Regions from separate parts of the Mus musculus genome. Here all the other regions are linked to region 1. The links are chromatin contacts, called in public HiChIP or PLAC-seq and Micro-C maps. All regions are on one chromosome and are shown on one strand. The core of a region is the stretch at or near the end of the contact, and the rest is flanking DNA. Distances in the headings are between cores, read along the strand shown.

Region 1 (4,883 bases), core at 1,043-3,542:
AGAAATGTTCCATTTACTAGGCTCCTACGGGCAAGAGAGGGACAGAGTGAGGCCCAGGGTCCTTTGAGGAAGTGCCGAGCCAAGTGGGCAGTGGGCAGTGGGCATTTCCTCCACCTGAACTTCACACTCCTCCTCTCTGGGGTAAAGATTCTTGTGTTTGGCCATTGTCTTCCCGGGGAGCAAGATGAGAAAGAGGAGAGTTGCTTCCCAGTATACTTGGTCAAGAGGAAAACTAGTCTGGCTAACAGAATCCAGTGCTATGTATGGGTCTGGCTCCTCTCACAGACATTAGCTCAGTCAGCTTAAATCAATTCCCGAGCTTCCCTCCCTTAACTACAGGAGGCCTCCGCTGAAGGTGGATAATTACTTCACCCAGGATTCTGTTTGTGCAGACACAAAGTTAATGTTGGCCCACAAAACTCTGGGGTAGGATTAAGCATTCCCCCCTTGGAAGCACAAGTCTCTGGAAGACACTCAGAGCACTTCTGACTAAATGCACTGTGAAAGCCTTGGGGGAAACTCAGAGACACCTGAACTGGCCCAGGAAGCGAGAGGCAGGGCCATCTGCCAGATAAATGGTCGAGCTGGGAAAAGAAGCTTGGCTGCTTCTGCCTCAGGGTCTCCTGCCCTTTCTGGCCACAGCAGGATTTCCATACATGACTGGAGTTAACATGCAGAACACTTCAGCTTTGATCCCATCCAAAGGGTTTAACAAGAGAAATTCTAGAATCCTCCATGTGATCTAATTTAGCAAGAGTAAGAGGCAAACGGGCCTGCTGTGCCCACAGCCAAACTCTTCCAACTTTTTACAGATGTAAACAGGACCTTGAACCCTCTCCCTCCCTGTACGCTGATGCTGTTTTTGCCTTGAAGAAGCACAGGACACGATGGAGAAGGCACAAGCAACGTGGTACCCAGAACTACCTTACCCTCAGGATCCCCTCCTCTACATCTGCAGGGGTACTCCAGCACCTCAGCCTGGAATAAGGGGCTGTCCTAGCAAGAGATGCCCCAGCAATAAACAGACCACCCTCAGATCCCTTCCATAGCAACACTTCACTATTGCCACTGTGTGAGACCTAGTTGAAAGTGCTTAGCAAGCAAGTGGAGGAATCTCTCTGGTTAGTTCTGTCAGTGCTGGTAATACAACCCACCATGGAGAAAGATGGTAAAAAGGGGGCCCTCTTGAACTCAAGGCAAGAAGTTGGAAGGTTTCCCTCACTAGGGGGCTCGGCTGGACACCATATACGGAAAAGCACTTAGAAGTCTTCCGGGTTTCCCCTCTCTAAGCCACGTGGAGTAACCCCTCTACTTCCAGAAGCTGTGTGCCTTTGCACAGCTTAGGCATTTCCTAGCCTGCAGTGTGGAGAGGTCAGGAGGGGGCCAACCTCCCAGCAGAGCTGAGGCCCGCTGCAGTGAGGCCTCACCCATTCCTAATTAGCCGCTCAATCCGGGCGCATACAGCTGCTCTCCAGTCACACACCCACCCACTCACCAACACAACAGAACCACTCAAAACTTTAAGGTGCCCCAAGGATCACCTCGTGGCCCGAAATACAGGCTGTGAACTCTGGTGCAGAGACCCTATCCCATGGTGGGCCCTGGGTCTGCAGTAGCATCAGCTCCCCCCCAGGTAGGTCTGATGCAGGTGGCCTCGGGCCACAATGAGAAACTGTCACGCGGACCTGTCTGGATTCCCGTACTCTGGGGTTTAGAGTCGCCCCCCACCCCACCCTCCACTCCACACAGATTCCACCCACGTTCCGTGCCCCCCAACCCAAAGGCAAAGAAAGGGACTAAGGAGCAGGGTCAGGTGGCGCTGCCCCAGCACCAGCCGCAACTCCCTGGCGGCGGCCGGCGCAGGGCAGGGCAGGGCGGGGCGGAGATGGAGGGGTCCCACTCACAGGGAGCTGATGTCGCCAGGCACGATCCTAGGCACCCAAGAGGAGCCCACGCAGATGATGGACTCCTTGGTACAGCTGCAAGTGGCGGGGCAGCGCGCCAACCGCCTCACCTGCGCGCTCGGCGGGATGAGGCACGCGGCGCTCAGCAGCAGCAACCCCAGCGCCCCGCCGCCTCTCCATAGCGCCATGCCGGGTCCCCGGGTCCCCGCCCGGGCTCGGACCCCCGCCGCCGCCGCCGCCCCGCGCCGTGCGCTCGGACCCAGCGCCGCAGCAGACGCGGGTGCCGCTTGCCGATCGGCCGCCAGCGCTGCTGGCGAGGACGCGGGCGCCGCGGGTGTGGGAGGCCGAGCCGCAGCCGAGCAGCATGCTGGCCGCCACCCCCACTCGGCGCCCCCCCACCCGCGCCCGGGCTGCTGGGCGGCCGCCGCACCGCCTCACCCGCGCTGGCCTGACATCAGCACCCGCGCCTGCCGCGGGCCCGGACCAATGAATAATGCACGCGGGGGCCCGCCCCGCGGGGGAGGGGGGGGGAGGAAAAGTTGGATGACCTTGGGGGAGGGGCCAGCCGTGGCTCAGACCCCCTGGGAGCAGGGACCCGCAATCCTTCTGTGGCTGCAAAGGATTTCACAGACAGTGGACTCCTTTCTACGGGGTCAAATCCTGAGCTTCCTTCCCCGCAAAAAATAAATAAATAAATAAATAAATAAATAAATTTTAGAAAGTAGAAACCGTAAGAACTGGAGCCTCTACACCCCCAGAAAAGTAGGAGTGGGGAGCACTGTCTTGACCTGGGAGAAAGGTCTCTATCCCCGAGTGCCCCGAAGAGGCCAGACCTTTGTGCAGACTTCATTTATCTTACAGAGGACCTAAATGACTGTAGCACAGGGACCCGACTGGGCCACCTTGGCTGGCCCACCATGTTTCTGTGGGGTCTGAGTCTCCACTGCACCTCAGCTCACTGAAGCCATCCCTTTTCAGTTGCCCAAGAAAACTAGAATCGCAAAACTGCTACAGCAGGGTATCCCCTGCCTGGCTGTTGGGCCTTGCAAGAACCTAGCCTGCGAAGAAAAGTTTCCTGGCTCAACACGGTAGCTACACACGGTAGCTACGCCCCACCCCCACCCCCTGATTAAATGATGGGGGACACAGATTGTTAGGAGAGACAGAGTTTGTTGCTCTGAGCACTGGGCCTTTCATCTCCTAACCCTTAGCGGATGCTATCCATCTTCAAGAATTTAACTGATGAGAAAACTGAAGCCCAGGAGTCCTGGGTAGCTGTCAGAGTGTGCTGTTAACAGTCAACACCAAAGAGAAAGACTGGAGCCTGAGATGGGGATTTGTAACTGGCCCCAGGGAAACCCTTTTTACTTCTAGAATCTGTCTTAAGGAGCGTTAATGTTATCATAAGGTCGTGTGCTGCTGGGGGCATGGAAGGAAATGCCAAAGCAGAACAAAGCATTATAGATTCCCCTACCCCACCCCTGCAACTGCTCTGAGCTCAGACCTGTCCATCAGGCTACCAACCTGGGCAAACCATTCTGATGTTAGCGTGTGCCTGAAACAAGTACAGCCAGTGCAGAAGAGGAAATTCATCGGTGCTGCCTCTTATTCCTGAATCATTTTAGCACAATTCAACGGGGGAAATATCTGGCTGTCCACTATGGGAAAAGAGAAAAACTCTCCCTATGGGCAGGAAACTTCAGTAGCTGGACAGATAGCCCAATAGAAGGACCTTCCCATAGTTACATGGATATAAGAGACTGGCCAAAGGGTAGAACATGGGATGCTACTATGGCACTTCATGGAAAGAGTAAAACACGGTCTTAGTTACTTTTCCTGTTGCTATGATGAAATATCCTAACAGAAACATCACAAATAAGCAACAGTGGCACTATCTAGCAGAGATATCCAGGGCTCAGCCTCAGCACCAATCAGCAGGTGGGACCAGGAGGGACACCAAAAGAAGTTCTCAGTTGTGCCTCTCTCAGAGAAGCAAAGATCAGCAAAGACAGGAGACCAACAAGCATTGTTCAGCTAGCTCTGCTGGCAAGCCAGCTCAGCCTCCCTCACTGTCTGTTGAGTCCTATCTATAATCCCTCCAACCATCACATGTCCCCCACAGGTCTTGCCTCAGCACATGAGTCTGTCTCAGCTGACATCACTCTGTCATCAGACCGAGTCTACAGAAGTGACAAGAAGCCGCAGCACACCACCAGAACTTTTTCAGTGCGTTTCTCTCTATGGAGTCCTGACAAATGAAGCTCAACTATGCAACATAAGGCGGACCAATACATGCACATGAGCAAAGGATCCTTCATCATGTGTCCTTTCACCGCTGTTTGCTTCGGTGAAATGTTCATTGACGGGTCGGCCTTAGCCTTTCACCTGTGTCCACTTCAGTGAAATGTTCCTTCATGTTCCACCCAGCAAAACACCATCCAACACAACTGACTTTCCAAAGAACACTAAAGTTTCCATCTCACTGAAAGACTGATTTAAGCTAAATAGTTCCTCAAAGATGTTCCTGAAGGTTTGTCCTCTAGGTAATTCCAGTTGGCACTCAACCATAACCATCACAGATATCGCTGAAGGTCACCATGTATCCAACAGGAACATCGATGTAAACCACATATTACCATAGACTAGTCACACACACATACACAAACACACCCATACGCACACATCCTGATATGCAAATAAGAGGCAGAGAGAGAAAGCTAACTGGGGAAATGGCATGGGCTCTTGAAATCTCAAAGCCCACTAAGCAGGGACACACCTCCTCAACATAGCCACACCTCCTAGTCCTTCCCAAACAGATCCACCAACTGGAGACCAAACGTTCAAAGATATAAGCCTATTGGGGGGGGGGGGGGATTCTCATTCAAATCGCCAGCAAGCTAGAATCAGCTGCAGCCCATTCTGAGTAGAGTGCAGAAAAAGACCAGAGGAGTAGGCCTGGCAGAGCTGTTATTTGTTTAG
Region 2 (4,883 bases), core at 1,604-4,103, 460 kb before region 1:
ATTTTTAAAACATATTATAGTGCAAACAAAATGGGGAGATTTAAATACAAGTATTATATCAAAAAATTTGAATTCTTTGAAGGGACCAAAAAGTCACACCGTCTCGGAGAGTGAGTCACGTTTCTGCTGCCCTTTGATTTAATGCCATCTGCTGCACACGTTTACCTCTTTGCTGGCAAGGTGTGATCATTGATTTCCTATGGTCTCTTGGAAGGAAGTTCTGCTTCCTTGATGATGACTACAAAGGGGAGGTGACCCCATTCTCATTCCGATGCAAGCCCTGCACTTTCCTATTTCCGCTAGGGCCCCAGGAACAGTGAAGCCAGCGAGAAACATCCTCTCCGTATTGCTGCTGACATCAAATGTCGTCCCTCCCCTTCCCACAGCTACAGTGTGGAAGGACATGATATAAGGGCCCAACCATGAAAAGGCATGAAAGGTTCGTGATGGACAGGAGTATTAGGTGCACAACTCCTTACAGAAGACTCCTGGAAAAACGGGGGGTGATGAGAAAAGCAAGTCTCAGTCTGAATTGAAAACATAACCAAACTGATATGAATTCGTGTCTAAAGGGACATGAATGCATACCTAAATGTGTATGCATACAGTGTGTGTGTGTGAGAGAGAGAGAGAGAGAGAGAGAGAGACAGAGAGACAGAGAGACAGAGAGACAGAGAGACAGAGAGACAGAGAGACAGAGAGAGAGAGAGAGACAGAGAGACAGAGAGACAGAGAGACAGAGAGAGAGAGAGAGAGAGAGAGAGTTTTAATGTATCTGAGTAATTGTAAAATCATTCTTCTTGATTCAGAAATTTGACCAATCTAAAGACTCTGTTTCTCTGACCAGATCAACTATCCAAATCAAATAGAGTAATAAACTCGAGTATCTAGCAAGGCCCATCACCAAGAGGGAAAAAGCATCAGGTGGTTACAGTTGGCTCCACCAAAACAGACAGACAGCTTCACCCCCAAGAATTCTATGTACAATATAAAAGAAAGAAAAGGAAGTGGGGGGTGGGCAGTCATTAATATCAACGACCAGTATCCTCAGCACCCATATAAAAGTCTCCAAACTGGAAGGCAGAACCAGGAGGAGGGATCACTAGGGCTTGCTGGCCAGGCAGTCTAGCTGAACTGTGAGCTACGGGTTCCGTGAGTGACCCTAACTCAAAAAGAATAAGGAGAGAGCAGATGAAGAAAACCCTTGGCATCAACCTTGGGCATCCCACACACATGTGTGCATACCTGCACATACATTTAGGTAAACATACATGAACATGTACATGGGCATATGGCATCAAAAAAAAGTGAAAAGAAAGAGAGGGGATGAAGATTTGGACAAGCAAAGGAGAGGTTCACTATTTGTAAAGGCAAACAGATGGCATCCTCAGAGACTTTCAAGGGATGGGTGTGTAGCCTCACAGTGCTTTTGTGTTGCAGAGAGGAATGGAGTGGAGACAGTAAGAGGAAGCTGGCCTCTGGCTGCCCAACCAGTCCCCACTACTTGCTCCTAACTAGCACTTAATTCTGTCTTGTTTGCATTCTCTGTAAAATGGGAATAACAAGACAAGGCTCTACCCCGTGTTGTTATGGAGACTAAAGGAGTCATACCGGTGTAAAGTGTTTGAAACAGCATTTTAAAAAAAAAGTAGTAGCCACAATCAAAATCCTGTGATCTTGTGTCTATAGAAATTTATAAAGGTGCAGGATATTTTCAAACCAAAGCTACCAAGAGGAAGCTCATCTTACCGGAAGACCGTGGCAACCGATGTATGTCCCGACAAGTCTTTCTTTTTGTTACTGTGCACTGTGTCATGTATGTGTAAACAGACATACATCATACATGGGTGAGTATGCTCATGTGTGCATGCAGAAGCTAAAAGACAGCCTCGGGTATCACGCTCACCAGCACCATCATCACTACTGTCAACACTGTTCCAGAGTTCACTCACTAAGCTGAACTGGCTATGCTGTGAGCCCCAGGCAGCTTCCTGTCTCTGCATCCACAGTATGCCACCATGCCTGTGATGTTTACGTAGGTGCTGGAAATGGAAGTAGATTCCTCCCAGTTGCAAGCCTTAGGTACATCTCTATGGATCTAAACACTGTCATCACTTTAAGAATTGTGGAATAGTCGGAAAGAAAGCATACATATATTCAATTCTACCTGGTGTTTCCTGCTTTGTCTATCTCTATTCCCAGAACTAATGCCAAGCTTCTCCTACTCCTACCAAAAACAAAAGAACAGACAGACGTGTTCAACAACTTACCTACCTATCTTCTGTAATGAGCCTGTATTAAAACTTCTACGTTGCTAGACAAGATGAAGTGCAAAGAGCCCCAAGCACTGAATAACAAAAACTATAGAGCCAAATTCAACAGGAACCCTGCCTGCTCTGCAAAGATGCATCTGGGCTGTTCTTCCAGGGAGGCCATTTTCTATTGAAAGCTCAGAGGTTGATGGTGCAGGAGGCAAAAGAAAGTTAAAATGCATAGTCACACCAGATAGTGATGCATCTTTCACAAACTTGGGGGTTAAGCTACCAGGGAACCAAGGAACTGTCCGATCAGGTGAGGAAAGTCAGATGTCAGGCCTCTCTGGGACACCCACGCAATCAGCTAATTGGCTTCATTTTTCACTTTCAACTGATTGATTCTGTATCATACAGACCTGGCCTGCTTCGATCTGGGCTGACATAGTGGCAACTAATAAGGTGACCCAGGTCCTAAAAGCAAGCAGATAATGGCCAAGGATGGAGCCTGACCGCTTAAACAACTCCAGGGGAGAAGCCCAGGCTGAAAGGCAAAACATAAAAAGAGAAAGCTGAGGGCTGGAAGCTTGCTCTGCTGCCATCCCTAGGCGTGAAACTGTAAATTAAAGAACGGGCTGCCGTCTGCTGCACTGAGCCAAAGCAGACACATCTCACAGATACACTTTAATTGGGGGTTTCATTCTAACTGAAACAGGTTCCTCCTCAGCAGATGCTTCCCCCCCCCACACACACACACACACTCCACTCCTGCCCACACACACACACACACACACACACACACACACACTTGTGGTTTGTTTTGCACATTGGAAAGCCCATGCAAAAATACCTGCAGCATGGTCTCAGAAACAGGATGGAATCTCCCAGTTTCTAAATGGCAACAGATGTAGTTTCGGCTCTAATACACATTAGACTCTTTCTCTCTCTCTCTCTCTCTCTCTCTCTCTCTCTAAAAAAAAAAAAATCAACAAGCCACCCCCTCCAGCTTCAATAAATGTCACAAAATAACTAAATTCTTTCCTTTCCACGATGATCCGTAGCTGGAGTATTTTTAATGTCTGTTTATTTGCTTGTTTTTGTTTGCCTGGTTTTTATAAGTGAATAAATGACTCGCTACTTTCCAGATTTTCCATCTCGTCCTATTTTTCAACCCCTTGTTTATAATGAACGGTGTCATAATCGTGCTTCTTGTGAAAACGAAAGAAATCAAACAGCCTTGGGATTCCAGGAAAGGAGGTTCTTAGTAGACATGCCTGCCTGCTATTGATGTTGTAAAAAGGTTCCTTTTACATGGTATTAGATGTTGAGAGCACATCATATTGATCTAGAAATAAAAAGCTTGATTTTTTTTAGTACAGCCAACCCTTACCTTCATAAGCACTTTATAACACTAAGAAGTGGGTTTTATTTTTAATTGAGGTAAACAAATTACACTTGAAGAACGATGCTATTTTTAGGGAATGAAGGGTTTGTACGCTTTTTTGGCAGCAATTCAGGTAAAATCATGAATAAGTCTCACTCTTTCAAATTTTGGCCCAGGCCTCTCTCCCCAAGTCAACGCTGCCTGAATCCTGGGATAAAATGTGAAACTATTGCCTTTGTTTTCTCCTTGTCCTCCGTAGGAACAGTAGTTGCAAGCAGTTTTCGTAGTCATTTGCCCATGCTCAGATGCTGAAAGGGCAAACTGGAGCTCAGCAAGGCCTAATGCACACGCTGTATAATTCTCCTTCCTTGAAAATGGTGACGGTGGCTGAGCCGGAAACCTCAAGTCTCCTAAGGCAACGCTCGCCAGCACTTCCCACCGGACAAGCAGAGCTAGGGTAGTGACCGCCCCTTCCTCTAACAATGCTTGTCTTTCGTTTGTTTCTGCACTTTATCTTAAAGTTCATACCGTACCACTGGTGGAAGAAATCAATACTTCAAATCATCTGCTCTCCCCGCCAGCCAATTTCTCTGCACTCAGGTTAGCTCGCTCCCCAGTACCAGTCTGTGAGCTAATCACCATCCACAGAGCAGCACCAGCTGCTTTTTCAGACATTCTTGCCATTTTCTTAGCAACGCGAGTGCCCCTTTCTAGAAGAAAGATGTTGTCTTTGAGGGAGATGCTTTTTCCTAATCAACTTAAACTAACTTTACCCGAAGAGAAGCCAATAGTTTGCCTCTTTCGAAAAGGATCCCTCTTCAAGGTTCTCATCTTTTTCAGGTTTCCCAACCTGACCCTACGAACCTGCCTGGCACCCCTGCCCCGACCCTGACGCCCACCAACTCGGGCTGCCAAGGAGTTTGCACGTGACTGCCCATCTTGCGAAACAAGGCCCTGCCCTCGTCTCTTCCAAGCTCTTGGACTCCTTTCCTGTCTCCTTAAAGATGCTGCGAAGCCTCCCGTGGCTCTAGAGCGGCGTTGCTGAGCGCCTGGCGACACCCACCGGGTCTCCCTTCTCTCTTCTTCCCGAAGAATAGCAAGCAGTCGAGTTTCTGCTCCCTGCGGTGTTGGTCGGAGCCACTTGCCCGGAAACTTAGCCTAAAGCATTCCGGTCCAGGACTGGGAGGCGCGGCGCTGCCGAGGAATCCCCTACAGCCCCCAGGGCTGGTGGCGGGTGTGTGCTTCAA
Region 3 (4,883 bases), core at 1,053-3,552, 270 kb after region 1:
TAATAATTATCATGTATTACTTACTATGCAGTGTGGTGTTTGTTTTATATGTAACAATAATCATATTACTAAGTGTTTGTTTCATATAAATGCAAATATTATGGCTCTAGAACTCTTACTAGAAACTATTCAAACTGGAATCACGTGAGTTAGTCTCTGGATTTCTTTCCAAAAACAGTAAGTGAAGTTGTGGGGGCATCGTGGTTTGAATATGCTTTGCCCAGGGTGTGAAATTTGGAGGTATGGCCTTGTTGGAGTAGGTATGTCACTGTGGGTATGGGCTTTAAGACCTCACCCTAGCTGCCTGGAAGTCAGTATTCTGCCAGCAGCCTTCAGATGAAGATGTAAAGCTCCCAGCTCCTCCAGCACCATGCCTACCTGAATGCTGCCATGTCCCCACCTTGATGATAATGGACTGGACTGAAATTCTGAGCCTGTAAGACAGCCCCAATTAAATGTTGTCCTTATAAGAGTTGCCTTGGTCATGGTGTCTGTTCACAGCAGTAAAAACTCTTACTAAGATTGAAGTTGGTACCAGAAGTGGGGTATTGCTGTGATAGGCCTTTTGTCTGGAAGAATGTGGATTTGGGGACTTTGGATTTGGAAAGCAGTTGAATGCTTTAAGTGGGGCTTAATGGGCTATCCTAGTAAGAATATGAAAGATTTAGTTGCTGAGATTGATTTGAACTGTTCAGAATTGGCTCAAGACGGTTCAGTGGAGGAAAGTTTCAATATGGCCCAGAAACTGTTTTTGTAGTGTTTTGGTGAAGATTGTGGCTGCTTTTTGCCTTTGTCTTAAGAGTCTACCTGAGTCTAAGATAAAGAGACTTATATTAATTGCATTGACAAAGTCTCAAAAAAGCCCAGCAGAGACCTTGTTCTCTGGTTAAGTCTCATGAAGAACATTTTAAATAAGCATAGCAAGTTTAGAAAGGAAAAATACAAAATGTGGTTCACATATTAAAGGGGCACCAGGAAGTGAAATGGAGCTGAATCTTACGTTCTAGGAAATAAAAGATTAAGGGATTGGGGGTAAGATCCCATCCAGCTAAGTTTAGATTCAGGCATGGTGGTATACACCTTTAATTCCAGCATTACAGGCGGCAGAGCCATGCAGATCTCTGAGTTCAGAGGTTCAGTCGGACATCATCAAGGTGGGAACATGGCAGCATCCAGGCAGGCATGGTGCAGGAGAAGCTGAGAGCTCTACTACTTCATATCAAGTCTGCTAGCAGCATACTGACTTCAAGGCAGCTAGGATGAGGTCTTAAAGCTCACACCCACAGTGACACACCTACTCCAACAAGGCCACACCTCCAAATGGTGCCACCCCCTGGGCAAAGCATATTCAAACCATGACAGAGGGAAACAGTTTTGATAAACAGTACTACTGATGATAAAATGTAGACTTACTTTGCTCTCCCTTCTTGCAGAGTGGTCTTTATACTTAAAACCCAGAGCAGTTGTGATCAACAGATTGACAATTGAGGTTGCCTGGGCAGTGTCTGTCCACATTTTCTCACAAAATTGAATGCTTAGATAGCCACAGAATAAATCCTGTTTCCTCTTAACTGTGGTGAGTTTGCTACAAGTCAAGAAATCATTTAAATAAGGCGAAAGAAAACACACTATTTGTCCCTGTTAGGGAGGGTGCAAGCACTTTAACAGTATATGTCTGTAGATAGGAATCATTCAGTGTTTTGTTTTCTTTTTAAATGGTGATTTCCGTCCAATGTTAACCCTCTTTTAATTTGCTAAAATGCTGCCTGATAGAGAGGTTTGTTGTTTTAAATTCTACAATGCATCCAGGGCTGAAAACGACTGTGTGCCAAAGGAGGTCCAGTGTGTGAGTCCGGAGTTTTGATTAGAGCCTAAACCTAGAACAAAAGGGATTGTGTACACAGCAGCGAATTTCTGAGCAAACGGAAAAGGCCTGGAAGGGTTCCCACACGTCCGCGTATACAGGGTTAAGGATTCCTTTGGTACTTGCTGTGCAGCGGGCAGCCCAGAGTAGGGGACCTCCGAGACACCAGAGCTCGCTCCGCCCTAGCCACGCCCAGCTACGGCCTAGCTCCGCTCCCTTCTAGCCCCGCCCTCACCCGCTGTAGCCTAGGCTAACTTTGCCCTAAGCACTCGCTCGCCCCGCCCACACGGCTCCGCCCTACATCAAGCCCCGCCCTGCGCTCTCCCCGCCCCACCGGCGCGCGGCTGCTGTGCCACTCACTTCCTCTCGCGAAGACGTCCCGGCGTCGGCGCCGGAAGCTTTCTCCGAGCGCGGAGGGCGGAGTGAGAGGGCGGGGAAGGCCGCTGGCTAGGAGTAGGCCGAGTCTGCGACTCTGGCAGGTACCGCTGCTGGCAGGGCTTTGTGCCAGAGCTTTGTGGCCGGGTGCTCCGGCGGCCTTCTCGCGCACGTCGTTGCAGGGCCGCACCCATGCTGCGCTTTCCGACCTGTTTCCCATCCTTTCGGGTGGTGGGAGAGAAGCAGCTGCCACAGGAGATTATTTTCTTGGCCTGGTCCCCCAAGCGAGACCTCATTGCTTTGGCCAACACTACAGGCGAGGTAAGTGAGCTGGTGAGAGAGGTCGCCTGGGCTGGGACCCTCGAGCCTCAGTTTCCCCTTTGGCAGACGTGGCGAATCGCACATCTCTCCTGCCCCTACATCTCAGCATGGCTGTTAACTTTAAGAGACTGTGTAAAATACTGTGCCTTCCAGACAGGATGTGTATTCCATTTCCTGTATGGCCCAGAAGAACAAATTCCCTCCAAGTTCTGCACACCCAGGACTCCAGGAATTGATTTGGCCAGGGATGCACCATCAGACCCCGCCCAAAGTTGGTTTCAGATTAGTAGAGAATGAAGATGAACTGTCAAGTCCAACTGGAAGTGTGTGTGTGTGTGCAGTTGCTACAGAGGATGCTTGGTTCCGAGGTTTTACATCTTTGTTACATCTAGCTATTTAGAAGATCTTTAAGTTGAAAGGCTGATGCCTCACAGAATTGCAGACAGAATGCGTGTGGACGTTGTCAGTTAGCATTTCTGACATTAGGAACGTGAACATGCGATATCAAGTACAACTAGATACCCATCTTTCTGTGGAGGATGACTATTACCTGACAGCCATCTTGAAAGGGTCCCATCATCCATGCCACTTAGCACCCTCACCTATGTAAAACTAGGTGGTAAGGAAGGCCTAGCACCCAGAAATGCTTAGTGTGCCAGATTGCATTATCGTGTTGTGTGGCACGGCTCTGTCTCTAAGATCCATGGCTGGTGACATAGCTAAGGCGTGGGCTAAGAGTGCAGTCATTATTGTTGTTATTTTACTATGTCACCTACATATTCATGTTGTTTGTGTTACTTCTTTTGTCTATTGTCTTGGATAGGCTTTTTAACCTTTTCAAAAAGGTAAGTTTAAAAGATACAAAAGGGGCTGGAGACATGGCTCAGCTATCAAGAGCACTTGCTGTTCTTATAAATGACCTAGGTTTGGTTCATAGCACCCACATGGTCACAACTGTCGGTAGCTTCAGTTCCAGGGAGAACTGATGGCCTCTTCTGGCCTCCTGGGGCACTGACTGCACAAATGTGGTACAAATACATACATGTAGGTGTACCTTAAAAAAAAAAAAAGAAAGAAAATATGTAGAGTACAGGACTAAGTTGGGCCTTCTGAGTTCACCCATTTCTTTGAAAATGTCTTACATTCGTTTGGACACTGTTGTTCTGTAGATTGCAAAAAAAAATACTCAAAAGTAGTAATTAAAATTTTTGTTCTGTGGGTCTAGGTTCATTTTATCTCTGCAGGTGAGTTTGCAGCTTTCTGCTATCATGTCTTTTCATCTTAGGTTTTGCTGCATCGCCTTGCAAGTTTTCATCGAGTTTGGAGTTTCCCACCAAATGAAAGTACAGGAAAAGAAGTGACCTGCTTGGCCTGGAGACCAGACGGCAAACGTATGATAATGCTACAAACGTGTATCTCTTATTTCCAAAAGGATAGTCTAAAAACAGTACTTTTTCTTGGTATATTTTAGAATTATGGTTTTGTTTCTGTTGTATAGGTCTTACTGTATAACCCTGACTGGCCTAGGACTCTTTGTGTAAACCAGAGATCCACCTGCTTCTGCCTCCCAGGTGCTGAGATTAAGGACATGTGTGGCCTACCGTATCTGGCCCTATATTAGAACTATAAGTACTAGTTTGAGACTTTTTTTTCTTATTAGAATGCTTATATTTTTCATGAAAGTCTGTTGTTGGCAGGGATAAGTCTTTAATGAGCCCTGGCTTTGTGGCAGATAGGATCAAAGTCTGAGACATTTGCAGAATAATTGGCTTTGGCTCTCTCTGCTCTCTTGTCCTACATCATTTGATCCAAGTACCATTCACCACTCATGAGTCCATTCAGTGCCATCACAGTCTTTTTCTCCCCCAAATTCAGTTAGTACTAAATGTGAGGTTCATAAATCTCCTCTATGTAAGCTACCACTCAGGAGGGGCTGCGCACTGTGACTCTACATTTCCCAAAGGTCTTTTCCTGCTGTCGTGGCTCAGATCATTCATCTTCCATGGGGGTGTGTGTGTGTGTGTGTATCTTGTTTAGTTTGTTTGTTTGTTTGTTTGTTTTTCAAGACAGGGTTTCTCTGTGTAGTCCTGGCTGTCCTGGAACTCATTCTGTAGACCAGGATGGCCTCGAACTCAGAAATCTCCTGCCTCTGCCTCCCAAGTGCTGGGATTAAAGGCTTGCACCACCACTGTGCTGTCTTGTTTAGTTTCTTAAATTGATAGTTTCTGGAGCAGTTAGTCCTAGTGTTAGAATAGTAAATTGCTATGGGCTGCAGCTTGAAGTTTATCAGGGTGTCCAGCTTGTGGTCTATAAGTCACATGGG

What was found. A called contact is a pair of places that touch in the nucleus more often than the background predicts. HiChIP or PLAC-seq counts read pairs in DNA pulled down with a chosen protein or histone mark.
Region 2: a contact with region 1 is called in an H3K4me3 HiChIP or PLAC-seq map of forebrain, with 4 times the contacts expected there. The contact joins the enhancer-like site here to the promoter of Lgi2 in region 1. A contact is called at or near these places in 14 of 39 promoter capture datasets (the 3T3-L1 cell line, the C10 cell line, the SN4741 cell line and 8 more), 9 of 484 Hi-C or Micro-C datasets (all in embryonic stem cells), 8 of 115 datasets of contacts at active chromatin or transcription factors (acute myeloid leukemia, embryonic forebrain, embryonic stem cells and 1 more) and 1 of 9 other capture datasets (liver).
Region 3: a Micro-C map of embryonic stem cells shows a contact between it and region 1, with 4 times the contacts expected there. The contact joins the promoter of Anapc4 here to the promoter of Lgi2 in region 1. A contact is called at or near these places in 5 of 39 promoter capture datasets (embryonic stem cells, hippocampal neurons and trophoblast stem cells), 3 of 484 Hi-C or Micro-C datasets (the G1E-ER4 cell line and embryonic stem cells), 2 of 115 datasets of contacts at active chromatin or transcription factors (embryonic stem cells and stem cell-derived neural progenitor cells) and 3 of 9 other capture datasets (adipose tissue, embryonic stem cells and pancreatic islet).

What each region holds. Positions count from the first base shown.
Region 1 is chr5:52,564,014-52,568,896 of GRCm38.p6, forward strand. Lgi2 (leucine-rich repeat LGI family, member 2) reads right to left here and starts at 2,293. Exons shown (of 8, transcript NM_001310604.1): 1 at 1,905-2,293; 2 at 1-24. The coding sequence starts at 2,092.
Region 2 is chr5:52,108,333-52,113,215 of GRCm38.p6, forward strand. It overlaps a transcript of Ppargc1a not described here. Among named protein-coding and RNA genes, the nearest start is that of Gm40302, 20 kb to the right of the region's middle. Within about 2 kb of position 2,854, at least 11 of the 459 cell types and tissues checked have an H3K27ac peak or open chromatin away from gene starts, as enhancers often do. A contact at or near this core is called in forebrain and hippocampal neurons, where this site is marked.
Region 3 is chr5:52,831,833-52,836,715 of GRCm38.p6, forward strand. Anapc4 (anaphase promoting complex subunit 4) reads left to right here and starts at 2,303. Exons shown (of 28, transcript NM_024213.2): 1 at 2,303-2,560; 2 at 3,846-3,951. The coding sequence starts at 2,432.